2 separate regions of the Mus musculus genome follow, and region 1 is linked to region 2. Evidence: chromatin contacts called from public HiChIP or PLAC-seq data. All regions are on one chromosome and are shown on one strand. The core of a region is the stretch at or near the end of the contact, and the rest is flanking DNA. Distances in the headings are between cores, read along the strand shown.

What was found. HiChIP or PLAC-seq counts read pairs in DNA pulled down with a chosen protein or histone mark.
Region 1: a contact with region 2 is called in an H3K4me3 HiChIP or PLAC-seq map of bone marrow-derived macrophages, with 4 times the contacts expected there. The contact joins two enhancer-like sites. A contact is called at or near these places in 1 of 115 datasets of contacts at active chromatin or transcription factors (bone marrow-derived macrophages) and 1 of 9 other capture datasets (adipose tissue).

What each region holds. Positions count from the first base shown.
Region 1 is chr9:90,059,271-90,061,970 of GRCm38.p6, reverse strand. Ctsh (cathepsin H) reads right to left here. Exons shown (of 12, transcript NM_007801.3): 2 at 1,461-1,492; 3 at 347-452. Among named protein-coding and RNA genes, the nearest start is that of Ctsh, 6.4 kb to the right of the region's middle. Within about 2 kb of position 1,295, at least 95 of the 459 cell types and tissues checked have an H3K27ac peak or open chromatin away from gene starts, as enhancers often do. A contact at or near this core is called in adipose tissue and bone marrow-derived macrophages, where this site is marked.
Region 2 is chr9:89,266,034-89,268,733 of GRCm38.p6, reverse strand. No RefSeq gene overlaps it. Among named protein-coding and RNA genes, the nearest start is that of Mthfs, 56 kb to the right of the region's middle. Within about 2 kb of position 1,378, at least 33 of the 459 cell types and tissues checked have an H3K27ac peak or open chromatin away from gene starts, as enhancers often do. A contact at or near this core is called in adipose tissue and bone marrow-derived macrophages, where this site is marked.

The DNA of each region.
Region 1 (2,700 bases), core at 46-2,545, 790 kb before region 2:
GCTCAGAGCAGTCTGAGGTTGCGGCAAGGCCTCACATCAACCCAGACAGATCTTGGTTGTGTGTGCTGTACCCTCAGATGAGAGGGGTAGGGCAGGACTTCTCTAGAGTCTTTTGTAAACTTCTCTACTCCCGCAGAAGATTACCAGTACCATCTACATTTATATCCTGTACAGAACCCGGATTCCCCAAAGACATCCCTGATTCTGAGTCTCTGCTCTCTATGCCTGTTAGCCCTGAGCAGGTCCTTTTTACCAGCCTATGCCACTACTCATTTTCTTTCCAGATCTGAGGTGTTCCCACCCCATCTTCTCCCAGAGGCCTGGAGGAATCAGGGCTTCCCAGTACTTTTAAATGTGTGGTTCCTCTGGTTGTGGGCTTGAATCTTCCTCCAGTTGTTGGCAAACATCTGCAGTCTGTGGTTGTACTCCACCGAGCTGTACGTCTTTTGATGCTAAAACAAAACAGGTCCTGAGAATAGGTGAGTGAAACTTACCAGAGGGGGTCTTTTTAGAGACTTCCCCATCCCCCCAGCACTCCTCCAGGGTGTCATGGATGTAGACTGATGTCAAATGTCCCTAGACAAAATGATCACGAACATCTAAGATTCCTATCCTACCTCTACCTCCCAAGTTCTGGGATTACAGGCGTGTGTCACCATGCCTGGATTACATGGCGCTGGAGATCAAAGTGGAGTTCTGCGCAAGCTAGGCAAGCACACTACCTACTAAGCTGAATCACCAGTCCATGGGGATTTTCATTCTGCCACTATCTCAGGACAGATCTACAGTTAGATGAGTCTCTGTTCTTGTTCTCTACTGCCAATATCAGGAAGTTATAAAGGACCTGTGGCTAGAATGAAGCCCACACAACTGTCAGGACATCAGTTAAGAGTTCAGGAGAGCCAGGAAGTGGTGGCTCATGCCTTTAATCCCAGCACTTGGGAGGCCGAGGCAGGCGGATTTCTGAGTTTGAGGCCAGCCTGGTCTACAGAGTGAGTTCCAGGACTGTCAGGGCTACACAGAGAAACCCTGTCTCAGGAAAAAAAAAAAAAAAAGTTCAGGAGATCCCAGTGAGGAGACCTGCCAAGAGTAGGTAGCCCGCAGACACCATGACACATTGCTGAGCCAAGTGTATGGCTGACCCACCATTTTCAAAGCTGTACCTACTGATTTTCCCAATAGATTCTCCAGCCACTGTGCAAAGTGCTCTGAAGACAAGCCACAGTAATGAAGAGAAGGCATGGAAGGCTTCTGCCAGGCTCATTACTGGGCAGCACTATTTGGAAGGTCACTTCACTGTCTCCTTCCTGGAGTTTGGCCAGTATGAATCATGGAAAGACCCGGGATAGACAGAGCAAGGTTGGACAAGTGCTCTTTTGTCTCAAATCTGATTCAGTTCAGTTTGCTAACTGGAAGCTTTGTGACAAGAGAAACTTCAAAAGAAGAAGTTGGTCACTGACCTGTTTCATCCATGACTTAAAGTGAAACTTTTCTGTAAAGAAAAAAAAAGAAAAAGTTATGTTTGCACATGCCTCGTGATCTTGTTGAGGCTACAGCCTAGTAGGGCACTGGAGAGCTAATTTGCATTTTATTAATTTATCATTATTACTACTATTATTATTATTGTGAGACAGAGTCTCACTCGGTAGTCTCGACTGGCCTCAAACTCATAGAGATCTGCCTGCCTTTGCCTCAGAGGGCAGGAATTAAAAGTGTGTGCCACCACACCTAGCTGATTTGCATTCGCAAAAATAGCAAAGTGGAGGTTGGGGTGGGTTATCTAAAGCTTGAGTTCGAAAAGGAACTCAGACTCTTTCTGCTTTATTGCCACAAGAGATTTTGAGAAACTGCTGTTTATAAGTGGTATGTGGGGGAGGTGTGTAACCTTGTGTGCGCATGTGAAGGCCAGAGCTGACTAGATGCCTTCCTCTTTCTCTCTCTACCTTATTTCTTGAGACAGAGTGTCTGGAAGAACCCGGAGCTCAGCTATTTGGCTATACGGGCTGGCTAGAAAGCCCCGGGATCCTTCTGTCTCTTCCCTTCAGCTCTGGGGTTATAGGTGTGTGCCCCACATCTGACTTTTTATGTGGGGCTAGGGATCAGAACTCAGGCCCTCACACTTGGGCCATAAGCACTTTACCCACTGAACACCCCCATCAGTGGTATATGTAAAAGTTTGAAATTATATTGATTGATGTGTGTGTATGTGTGTGTGTGTGTGTGTGTGTGTGTGTGTGTGTGTGTGTGTGTATGTGTGTACGTGTCAGAAGCTAGCTTTTAAGAGTTGGGTCTTTCCTTTCACCAAGTGGATTGTAAGGATCCAACCCAGGTCTCCAAGTTTGGTAGCAAGTGCTTGGAAAAGCAGAGATCAGTCAAGAGAAAGATTTCCAGCTTTCATGAGCTGTGAGCCTTGCTCGGGAGGATTTGTGTTGATGCAGCTTTGTTATTTCCGTTCCTGTAACTAATTCCTTACCCACACTCCAGGAAGTCATCCCAGTACAACTCCCTGGCTCATCAAGTTGGACTTTAGTAGTATTCACTTTGTCCTGTCACTGATTCTCTGTCTAGGGTGAACAGGTTTTTTTTTTTTTTTTTTTTTTTCTCATGTCTAGTCAGAAATAGAATTTTGGAGTATTGGGGATATTTTATTGTTTCATGGGGTACAATTTACATGACTCTGTTCAATCACGGAAATTCACT
Region 2 (2,700 bases), core at 129-2,628:
CTCCCTAGGAAAGTAACATAACACCCAGGTAAGGAGCAAAGGGTGTGTGGGGGAACCCACTATTCTGATCCACTGTGACAAAGCCCTCAGTCCTGAGACCCATCTGGGAAAAGCAAGATCTATCTGGGAAATGTGGGTGTGGACTGGACTGCAGCTCAAGCCTCTGCCATTGTGTGCCCTCTGGTAACTTGAGTTATTTCTCTGAGCTTTACATGGACAACATGGAAATTGGAAATCCTGCCTTAGAGGGTGGAAGGGAAGGTTTATTTGAAGATTCTATGCGTACCACGCAATAGGCAATACTCTGGGGATGTGATACCAAGAAAAGCCAAGCATAGTTCCTGACTACCTGGGGTTTGTAACCGAATGGGAGAGAGTGACACTCAGCAACTCATTTTTATCATAATGAAAATTTCACTAGGAATGGAAAGCACTGAAACAACATGGAGAGTACTGAGGAGACTTTAGGTAGTGCAGGGAAGGAAGGTAGCTGGGCTTTGCTGGAGAAAAGAACAACGGGCAGTTCTGATGAATCAGGAGGGAGGCATAGGGAATGGAGAAAGGGGTGTGTGCTACAGTGCAGGTGGAGGGACAGAGTACAGAAGACAGGTGTGGGCCACAGGATGCTGCTGGGCAGATAGGATGCTGTGAAGAGAATCTGAGGGCTACTATAACCATAGAGAAGGCCCAGCATCACAGGCAAATGAGCACCAAGAGGCCCTTGTTTCCCACTGGGAAGCCAAGGTCCTCAGATCTGCATCAAGATTACATTAAGCATTCTCAGAAGGAGGGGGCAGCCAGGGAGAGACATCCTTTACCTAGCTCCCGCCCTGCCTATTCAGCCAGGATGGGGCATTATATTCAGACCTATAAATCTCCCAGCTAGAAGAGCAGCAGAGGTGCCAAGTATCCACCCTGTAAGTTCCTTCTCTAAGCTCCCACTTCGGGAGAAACCACTGTCTAGCCTGCCCTTCTGCAGCTGCGTGGAACAGGAAGTAAAACTCAGTAGTCCTGGGGCCTTCTAGCTCTTTTGGATCCCTACATGTCCTGACTCTCCTTTATCTCTGTTAGTGTGTGTAATCACGAAGGGAGAAGAGCCTGGAAACTCCTTGTCTGATCAATAATTCAACACACCGGTCTCCTGTGACATTTTTGCCATTATTATTCTTAGGTCGAGCTTTCATGAATTCTCCAGGAAAAGTTCCCTGCTGGGACACCAAGGGAGAATGAATGTAAACTTTGAATAATTTTGTATTTTTTTTTTAATTATCCTTCCTTTTCTTCTTAAAGCACTGTGTATAAATAAAGGTGACTGCACTGGTCTCATGAGCTGGAGATTTGTCAAGCTGGCTCTTCAGTTCAAGTACAAATTAGAGAAGCAAGAAACTTTGTGGGTTATTTGTTGAGCCAAAAAACACTCATTCAGCTTGATGTGGTCACGTAGTCCTATTTAGAAAGAGGTGAAAATAATTCACGTGACATTTAGAAACTCCTGACATTTCAGTTTTATAATGAGCACCACTGGGGTAACCATGGCCTTGAGAACTGCTCCCTCCCGCCTTCCCTCCTTCTCTCTCTCCCTTCCTCCTGTGTACTCTCTCCTTTCTGCCTCCTATGCATGAGTCTGCTTGATTCGTGCTCTTCCCCCTCCTCACCTAACCTGTCCTAAAGAAGGCACTCTAGTAGCTTAGCTAATATCAGCATTTTCTTATCTCAATAGTCTATAATGACTATAGAATCCTAAATTCACCAAACATATCACTATGCTCTATTAGAAATGCCTCCCTGACTCTGTTCTAACTAGAGATGCACAGGTGAACCATCTGGCCAGTGAGATGTGAGCATAGACTAGACCTGCCCTGAATTATTCAGTGATGTATGGAATAAGTAGCCCAGAATAACTTGACTTTAGACAACAGCAACCTTGATCTTAGTTACTCCATCTTGAGTATAAGTGCCAAGAAAAAATGACTCTATATGTCTTGTTTATAACCACACAATGGTGGCCAACAACTGTACCTGCCAGCACACCTGGAGGTACAAATTGGTAAAATGCAATCCCCTCAACTGGGGCTATAAAAGGAGAGCCCCAAGACAGATATGTATCAGGCACAGTGTCAATAATGGGCCGCTGCCTGTCTCCAGGCTCCAGCTCAAGTCTTTTCCTGCCCATGACCTTTAGACTACTTTCAATGGCACCACCAATTTCTCTAAGTTCTCTGACCTCTACAGATGTAGCCTGGAATGTATATACAAAAAGAGAAAAAAATTTAAATTAAAAAAAAAATCTGTTTGTCAATGGCCAGCTATCAAGAGAAATCAGATTACTTGGCAAATTCCAGCCAGCAGAACTGACACAACTTGGAAATTTATTGGTCATTCAATAAATTCTGACATAGTAGACAGACACAAATATGGCCATTTGTATTTCTGTCATTGCCCACTCATGACAGATGTCAACAGAAAATGATAGAAAACAGAACTGACTTCATTGGTCTGAGTTTGTACCTTCTACCTTATTCCTGCCTGGAAAGTTGACTCTAGAGGGACCAGAGGGCAGGCAGAAGTCTTATAGCCATGCAGATAAATCCCACATGCATAGAACGGACAAGCAGAGAATCAAAGGAAACCTGGAACCTAGCTCCTCCCTTAGCACCTACACCAACCTAAAACAGGCTGTGTGGGACCCATGTTATCTGT